2 separate regions of the Rattus norvegicus genome follow, and region 2 is linked to region 1. A link is a contact called in public Hi-C data. All regions are on one chromosome and are shown on one strand. Each heading gives the region's core, a stretch centred on a gene start, on an enhancer-like site or on the middle of the called end of the contact. The rest is flanking DNA. Distances are from core to core; before and after follow the strand shown.

The links. A called contact is a pair of places that touch in the nucleus more often than the background predicts.
Region 2: a Hi-C map of Schwann cells shows a contact between it and region 1, with 6 times the contacts expected there. The contact joins the promoter of Arid5b here to the promoter of Cabcoco1 in region 1. A contact is called at or near these places in 2 of 12 Hi-C or Micro-C datasets (Schwann cells and frontal cortex).

What each region holds. Positions count from the first base shown.
Region 1 is chr20:20,054,508-20,059,074 of GRCr8, forward strand. Cabcoco1 (ciliary associated calcium binding coiled-coil 1) reads left to right here and starts at 3,037. Exons shown (of 8, transcript NM_001134576.1): 1 at 3,037-3,163. The coding sequence starts at 3,056.
Region 2 is chr20:20,304,270-20,309,229 of GRCr8, forward strand. It overlaps Arid5b (AT-rich interaction domain 5B), which reads left to right and starts at 2,445. Exons shown (of 10, transcript NM_001107624.1): 1 at 2,445-2,472; 2 at 2,936-3,190. The coding sequence starts at 2,452.

The DNA.
Region 1 (4,567 bases), core at 1,787-4,286:
GAATGAACCTCAATCATAGACTTGCCCAGATCAGACTGTCCTGTGGTCTTGTCTCTGGAGAATTGTCTTGGTGGATGATTGGTAAGGGAGAGCCCAGCCCACTGTGGGTGGCACCATTCCCCAGCAGGTGATTCTGAGATGTGTAAGTCAGAAGAAGGCAGACACAAGAGATACTCAGCAAACCGAGTATTTCTTTGCTTCGGTTCCTGCTCTGACTCACCTCAGATGGGCTGGACACTAGCAGTGTAAACCAAGTGAAGCCTTTATTCTCTTACCTTGCTTTGTTCACAGAGGTTGTTGTTTTTTTTTTTTTTAAATCATAGCAATAGAATGCAAACTAGAATGTTTTCCTTCCTAAAAACAAAACAGATGAGTCAGGAAAATGACTTACCAATCAAATAGCTTTGTATGTATTTTACCTTTTATATCAAGCAGTCTCGTATTTTTTTACAGTGTGCTGTCGAAATTCGAGCTCCAGAATTCTGGATCCTCTCACTACCTTTAAAGGATGTGTTTAAAGTATGTGAGTGTTTCTGGCCCGATCCTCTAAAGAAGTTCTCAGATATCAGTCGCTGCATTGAAAAACTTGAAAATGACGGTGTTTGGATGCTTAAGACGCTGCGAATCCCATTCATGCTATTTTTATTTGTGTTGTTGAAAAACGACCGATTTTTAGCATGAACCAGGGAGAGTTGGCTCATAAAGGGTGACATGGACATGTTTAGCCTTTATAAAAAGAAACCTCAAGGTCTCAGGATCACCACGTTTGGTCACTTAGTACTCTACAAAAACCATCAATACTCATCACCAAATTAACCTCTTCCTGTGCCCACAGGTACGGAGACTGGAACGCTTTCATTACAGCAAGGGTTTGCCTCAAGGATCAACCATCATTGGTTGATCAAACCACCTCACATTTTGTAAATGTGCCCAAAGTCAGAGAATGCTAAAGATAATATAAATGACCGTAAACACCAAGTTCCATGTCCTCCTTCCCTTTCCAGTACTAAAGCAACAAGGTAAAGCCAAGATGAGGCAGGCCGAAGGCTCCACTTAGAGGCCTGTAAGTTCAAGAGGAGCCTGAGCAGGAAGCCTCCGTTGAGTCTGGTGCGATGTCTTCCTCACTCGCCTGTCTCTCCCCAAGAAGTGGAAGGCTAACATCAGCCGGAATGTGTGCAAGTTAAAGGAACCTTTGGGCTAATGGCTTTTCAACATCATTCCATACCAGGGTAGTGGTGATGGTGGTGATGGGGTAACATTCTGCCCCATAAAATTAAATGACCGCCTCCCAACTCACTCCTCTATAAATTATAACATTGAATGCATTAAGGTAACATTTGGAATTTCGTGCTTCCTGAAGTACCACGCCCGTCAGTGACGCCATCTTTAGTGTACTGTTCCATCTACTTCTGGGGTCCAAAGCTAGACATAAAGATGTAAAACTGCCAAAGAGAGGGCAAAACAGCTAAGGGGCAGCAAAATCTGCTCCGTCGTCATCGTCGTCGTCGGAAACCGCAAACTACTCTTAGGAGAAATAAATGTGTTTGCAGTTTAGCAAGCACTAAATTGCAGGCATGTGAGCCTTTCTAACTTCACAGAAGGTGGTTCGCTGCATTGCATTTCTCTGGAGTAAAGATCAAAAGGAAAAAAGAGAAAAAAATATTAAACACTTTAATGAGTTTGGAAGTTGGTGGCTCCTATTAAGTCTAGCAGTAACTATGAATTGACTGGGTTGTTTTTTTTTTTTTTATCACTAATTGAACACATTCTAAAACCCTTTTAAAATGGGGTTAAATGTCAGAGCAATGTTGTTGAGTTAATACTTTGTACTGAGAACTCAGCCAGGCTCTTGAAGAGTAAAAATTCCAAGAAAACTCGACATCACAACCCACTTGACTCGATGGGGAATGTGTGAGCTAAGCTAAAAAAGGACTCTTGGATACAGGTGGGCTCTACCAGGATTTGGGTTGTTTAAACTGTGAAAATGCTTGAGGGAGAGACATCACTAGGAAGCTTAAGCAAAGCGACATGTTAAATTCCTCGGAACTGCAATGGGAGAGAAGTCTACTGATTCGGGGGAAATTGGTAGCAATGCACAGCATGGATCCAGCCAGGAAAAGTTTAGTACAAACACCAGCACTCTGAACACTAGGAGGTGCCAAGATCCCCCTGAACGTTTCTAACACAATAATCTGTTCAATCTCTTTGGAAAGCTTTGAGGCCGTTAGTGGTTGTGGTTTTATTTTAAGCATGGGGGAGACTGACCCCATACTGTCTGGATTTTACAGTAAGCATCTTTAGTAGCAACCTCCGAGCAGGTAAATGTATGGCACATCCCACAGCCAAAGGAAGTACCGAATAACCAAAAAAAAAAAAAATTCTAAATATGTAGGGTCAGGCGTTGTAACTCAGTGGTTAGGGTGTTTGCCAGCACTGGGGGACCCTGGGTTCAATCTGTGCATATATAAAGTGGGTATGGTGCCCTGGATTGTAAGCTTTTGGGAGGTGGAGGTAGGAGGATCAGCAATTCAAGGTCATCTTCAGCCTGGGTTACAAACATGGTGTCTATGGAGTCTCTTCATACTCCCTATATAATACCTTGTTGTTTCCAGGCATTTTACTGTGGACATTTCCAACACTTGGGAGAGGAGACAGCATACAAACCCCCACCTCTGCCACAATTTTAATTCACAAGTCCATCCTCCTCCCTCGGTATTTTGGAGTAAGTTGCTGATTGTCACTCCCATCACTAGCTAAATATGCGCCTCTAAAATTAGAGTCAGTTTTTTTTTTCTACTAAAGACCACAACGCCACGATCAGACTTTTGAACGTTACAAAAATTGCTTAAGATCAACCATCAAGGGCCAAAGCCCCAAATCGCTTAGCATCTCCCTTTTAGAGTGAGCCTTCTGTGTCAACACCGGAACTGCTACTTAAGTCAATTTCTCAGTTTCCACTGTCATTCGAGCAGCAGGTGGCATCACGGGGCCCAGAAGTGGGCGGGGCCTGAGCTCCGGTTAGGCGTTACCACCGCCCATCCCAGTTGCCTTGACGATGAGGGCTTCCTCTAGAGAAAACGTGGCAGGGTCGTCCATAGGATTGACCTCCTGGGGCCCGACCACCCCTGGGGTGACGCCAGCAGGCAGCACGACTGATTCTGAGGTATGCGCTCCTTTCTAGGCAGTCCAGGACCCGGCCCTCGGCTAATTCCAAGGTCACTCAAGGTCAAGGCCAGAGTCACAGGGGATTCAACTGGTAATGGCCTGCAAGCTTGGTGCAGGGCTCCCCAGGACCTCTGAAACTCATCACAAGCCCTGTGAGCTTACTCTGGAAAGTTCCATGCTCACACAACCTCTTAAATATGCAAATCTTCAACTGGGGGGAAAAAAAGTAATCTCTGATCTTAAAGGGAACCAGTCCCTTTTTGCAAGCGCCACAGATTGTAACGATAAACAAGTGTTCAAAAGGTGTTAAAGATTGCCGCGATTTGAGTGAGTCAGGCTTGGTTTCTGTTGTCACCTGTCCCTGTCCCAGGAGACAAGACCAAACACCCTGAGAGTTTATTCTCTGCCCCTAGCCTCCTGGCTCATAGTGAATTTGTCCCAGTCCTCTTGGATACCACCAGGTCACCTTAAGAACCACCCCCCCCCCTCCTAGCACCAACTGTCAACGGGTGGGGGGCATTAAGTCATTTTGTCCCTAGACTTAATAGTTGAAACAGTTCATTATTATTTTATTTATACTTATTTGTGGGTGGGTGGATGGACGTCCCAGTGCCGGTGCTCGGTGCTCGGAGCTCAGTACTCGGTGCTCGGTGCTCGGTGCTCGGTGCTCGGTGTGGAGGTCAGAGGACCACTTGATGATTGTCCACGTGGGTCCCAAAGATGAAGGTCAGGAGTTCAGCTTTGGCAGAAGGTGCCACACTACTTGCTAAGATTTTTAACCACAAGTGTATCAGCTAAGGCATCTATTTTGTTCGGTTTTATATATGTATATATATTTAAATCTTCTCGACGAGTATATCAAATACTGTTTCTAGGATGTTATTTTTTCTTTTTTTTTTAAGACTCTGAAGAGTGAATAATGGAGTGTTAATTAACACGGCTTTGTTCAGCCTCCGTATTAGTCTAAACAACTGTCTTTGTGAAGAAGATAAGTATTCGATGCAGACTCAGCAGTCAGAAAGCACAAAGCCAATAATTTCATGCCTTCCTCTCCAACAAACAAGCGAGCCAGTCCCACCCCACCCCCTCCGAGTCCCCCAGCACTGCAGGCAGACCGCTAAGCCTGCAGGCTCTCCCATGAGCCTTTCCAAATAAAATTAGCATACATTAAATGCACATTTTAACATGATAAACTGGATCCTAGGCTCATTCCTCCCTTGTGATCGCTAATGTAAGTTAACATAATTTTTAAACCAGCATAGGAAACTTTCCAATTAAATTCTGTGTCGTTTAAACATATACAAAATCTTCTGCGACTGTATGCCTCCTTGTGCTCGCACGCTAGCGTACCAGTGGATGCAATGCCCTTCCTAAGAACATTTAATGATTTGAGGCGTAATGA
Region 2 (4,960 bases), core at 1,195-3,694, 250 kb after region 1:
AAGTCTTTTTTTTTTTAATATATCATCTTTTGAATTGAATGTATATATTTACACTAACAGGACAGAGGCTAACGGAAGCCTGAGGCAGCTCATGAATATTTTTTTTAAATATGTAAAATGCCCTTCAGTCAAATCCATTCATATGTTAAAAATGAACAAAATGGGTTATTCTAATCAAACGTCTGCAGTGTGCACCATAAAGTTAAAAAGAGAGGGCGAAAGGGCTGTAATTTCTCTCTCTAACCCATGTTTATGAAATGGTAAGATCAGATGAAATTTCAAGGAAGATAATTAAGGAGTGATGTGCAAGTCATAATTTGGCTAATGCAAAAGATGGAAGACTGTAAATTGGTACACTGTCCTCCCCCACGGTGCGGAGTTGGAATATTACTTTAAATTATTAAAATAGCTTTTCGACAGCTTCCAGAATACGGGCTTTTTGGCATGGGCTTTTATTACTTATTGTAATTGGAGGATCTGCCATTTTCTTTCGTTTATCTCTGTGTATATAGAAACAAGATACATCTTGCCTTTTTTTTTATGACTTCTCCATGTTCCGAATCAAAAAATGTGTTTTAGATAATGTTCAGCGCCCTAATTCTTACTGCAGCGGAGGCAGACGTTATGGAAAAAAAGCGTCAAAACACACACAGAGGGTCCTTCCACCGCCAGATCACCGAAGACGAGGCGTTTGTGCTCTGCTGGGTGTATTAACTTCAGCCATGTGAATATAATTTTCATTAAAGTAATCCTGTCTCAACTCGATGCTGCGGGTAGAGGTGAAACGTTGCGAAAGCGTTAAAAATAGCTTGCTAGTAATTTCAACATCCTGTAATTTTATCGCGGATCGAGTTTCAACTGTCGTACTATACAAACCTTATCCCCCATATAGTACATGTTTACTTTTTTAGCCTGCCAGACCCACTCTGGAAAGATTGGTGCCAATATAATAAAATCGCTGGGGAGGTTGGGGGGTGCTGGAAAGAGTGGGAGGAGAGCCGGGAAGGGGTGGGGGAAGTGAGTACACCATTTTACATCAACGCTGCGAAAATGCAAGCGAGCCAGGCGGAGGACCGGCAGCTGGGTCGCAGCGAGCGAGGGCTTTGCAGTCCCTGCTTGTTCCTTGTTCTGTGGCTCTTAAGTTTCTCTGTTTGCATAATAGCCGTGCATGCAAACCGCGCAATGCTCCAGGGCTCTAGAACAATAAATATACACATTTAAAACCTTTATTGTCTTACGATGTGTTAACCACCCCCCCCCCGTTTCTAACAGCTTAATTTCTGATGATATTTAACTAGTTTGCAAATGGATTATTTTTTTCAGTTTCAAACTATTACCGAGAAAGCTCCCCCTCCCTTTTTTTGGAGGAGGGGGGCACGGGAAGGATTGGGGGTGGGGTAGAAGTCGGTATATTATTCCTGTAGCGCCGGGTTATATAAACACATTATCATTTGAGAGAGCCCTTGGCGCCCATCAGCATTGTAAACACGTACGAGTGTATATACTTCAAAATTAAAGAATGCACACGCAGAACCCGGAGCCCGAATTCATATTCCGAGCAGACTCGCGGCTCGCATGTATTGATTTATCATGCACGGTTTATTGTTCCTCTCCCTAAATGCAGTTGCTGTCCGTTCAATATTGTTGCAAAATCACGAGACGTGTGTGCACTGCTCACTTGTCTTTCTGCTCTTCTTCTTCCTTTTTTTCCCCTGCTGAGTATTTTTTTTTGCGAAGCGAACAAATGCATTAATATTTATATGTTTATATAATCGATAACCCACTTTTCCCTTCCGTGTAAATAGGCATCGGAAGATAATTTAACAGATTAGTTCTCTCAAACATGGCAGTGAGGAAACGTAATTTAACTATCAAACAAATCTACATGTCTAATAACAGCAAATCTGCTAAGGAGCATTAGAAAGAGGAGCGGCGCCCCGGAATCTCTGCAGGAAATGTTCTTTATATTAGACATATACAAGCAGGTCCTGTCAGATGCACAACGCAGCTCGGGAGACGTGGTCTGCTCCAAAAATCTCAGCCGACGTTAGCCACAGACACAGAAACGGGGTAGATAAACGTACCCTCATTACTTGGTTTTAGGGTGGGTTTCAATTTTTTTTACATCTTCCTGTCTGCTTTTTGCCTTGATCCATTCTCTTCCCGCCGAGGTCGGACTGAGCCCTTCTCCCTATTTCGAATTTGATCAACCCATCTTTGGCAGCAAACCCACATCTTTTTGACAGGAGATGAAAATTGAGTCTTCGAAGAAATATTAGGATATATTTTCAATCATTTTGGTGTCGAGGGGGAGGCTAGAGCTTAGTTTTATATTGAGACATCACGCCGGCTGCAAGCAGAGAATGCTTTCCCCTGCCAGGACCTGATGCAATCCATTCAAGCCAACAAGTTTGGAGAGAATGTTGAGTTCAATCAATTCAGAACGTCGAGATGGAGCCCAACTCACTCCAGGTATTTCGCTCTCCTCCGCTCCTGCGGTCCCGCCGCCCCCCGGCAGCCCCCAACCCCCCAGCTCACCCACCCCCTCACACCCCCCCACACCCCCCACAAACTTTTTACCAAACTTTTACCCTCTGCATCCCCCCAAAATCATTTTTATTGTTTTTTTAAAAAATCCCTACGCTGATCATACCTACATAATGTAATTTTATCGCCTCATATGGGGAACTGGGAAGGGGTGGTGGTGAGGACCCGGAGGGTTTTTTTTTTTTTTTTTTTTTTTTTTTTTAGGGGAGGTAGAAAATTAGTGGGTTTTGTAATATTTTTCACCCAACGTTCTATCTGTGGGTCGGTCTGTATTGAGAGTCTTGTGTGTGAATGTGCCTAGGAATAGATATTTGTGCTTGATGGCTACATTATTTACGTGGTGCTTTTTTTTTTTTTTCTCCTCTCCCTCTCTCTCCCCCTCCTGCAGTGGGTCGGCTCACCGTGTGGCTTACACGGACCTTATATTTTCTATAAGGCTTTTCAATTCCACCTTGAAGGAAAACCAAGAATCTTGTCCCTTGGCGACTTTTTCTTTGTAAGATGTACGCCAAAGGATCCGATTTGCATAGCGGAGCTCCAGCTGTTGTGGGAAGAAAGGACCAGCCGGCAACTTTTATCCAGCTCGAAACTTTATTTCCTTCCCGAAGACACTCCCCAAGGCCGAAATAGCGACCATGGCGAGGTGGTAAACCTATCTCTCCCTCTCTTCCTTCTTTATTATCCACCCCCCCTCCAGTAATGCGTATTATAAGGCAAGCTTGAAAATACTGTATTCAGTTCTGCGGTGAGCAGGATCCGCTCGTTTTTTAAAGGGGTAGCGCCACTAACTGGGGCTGGAGTATTTTACCATTGTCAGAGTTTGGCTGTCAGCTTTACAAAGACCGTCCAACTGCTGATTTTAGTCAAGATCAAATAACTTGTCGAGAAGGGTTTTGTTCCAGGGTGTGTGTGTGTGTGTGTGTGTGTGTGTGTGTGTGTGTGTGTGTGTGTTTAGCTACCTCCTCTTGAAGATTAATATCCCATGCTTTAATATACATATTTTAATATACATATTTTTTTGCTTTTTTTTTTTTTAGTTGTACCTTCATGCCTGGCTCCTAGGCTTGGTAGCTTTCTTTTAGTGGGTTTTGATATTGTTCGCGTTTTTTTTTTTTCTTTTAAGTATTTGATATGTTTAAGAGGGCGGAAATTACGAAACGGAGGCAGAATGAGATCAAAAGCAATTGAGTTGGCAAAGGCGTGTTGACTGAAGTGATAAATGACAGGTACTGGGATAATACATTCAAATAACTTGCGCATCTGCCCGGGCGGATTTCAAAGCGGTCGTGTAACCGGCACAAACACGTTCGGCATTAAGAACTATCTCGCGCCCACTCCCCCTCCTCCCGGAGCCATTTGATGTTCTGGTTTCCAGTGACTCCACGCGAAGTGGACGTCTTCCAGTGGGGTGTGGGGCTGGGTGCAGGGGCCTCTGCGGTGAGGTGCGAGGCTGCGCGCCGGGTGGACGCGGAGGGGACCCCGCGGCGCAGCCACCGGGCCACCTCCCTCGGGCTCTGTCACTGCGGGTGTGACCGCACCTCTACCGGCACCCCGGGTCCGAGGGCCGAGCTCGGTGAAGCGATAGCTACCCCCACCCCTTACACACACACACACACACACACACACACACACACACACACACACACACACACACGGGAACTATTTTGGGGAGTCTGCGCTCAGGGCGCGGCGGGAGGGAGGGCGCACGGCCCCCCTGGTCAGGCTTTGTGTCTCCCGAGAGAGAGCAGGGTGATCAGACTGAGACTTTTGAGGGCAGCTAGCTCGGCGCCAGGCTCGCGAGCTTTCGAGGTAGGTCTGTTGTTAAATGAATGGTTCGGTGCTGAACTCCTCCGGGGCCCTGGAGCTGCCAGCCCAGGCAGAAATTCCTGGAGCTGATGGAGTTGATTGCACTTTTGGCCTTGCTAGCTCACTCCCTCTCCCCCGGATCGAATTACCCCTCAGTGGTCCGCGGCTGGTTAATTAAGGGAGTTCGTCAGAACCTCGGCCCAGGAATCTGCCTTTTCGGAAATAAGCTCCGCCCTCCTCCCTGCACACACCCCTCCCCCGCCCTCCCCGACTAGCCTAGGGTGTAAGCATTCGGTTTCCCGGGCTCCGCCTGCAGCCTGACTAAGGTGCTGTGTGGATGCAGAGTGGGACCCCTGCAGCCCACCAACAGGTTGAGCGACTTCCCCCGGGCTCAAGCCCCTCCCCCGACCCAACTTTGCTGCGCAGCTGTCTTCCTTCTCCCTCCCCCTTCCTGATTTCTTATTATTTGCTTTTCAAATTTATTACTTCAACATGGCCTGTGATCTGGAGAAGGGAAGGATTAAATATCCAGAAAAGAGCTGGTGCCTAACAGACTTCGGACTAAACCCAGGAGGAAATCATTCAGTGTTTTATGGGATATTTGTGG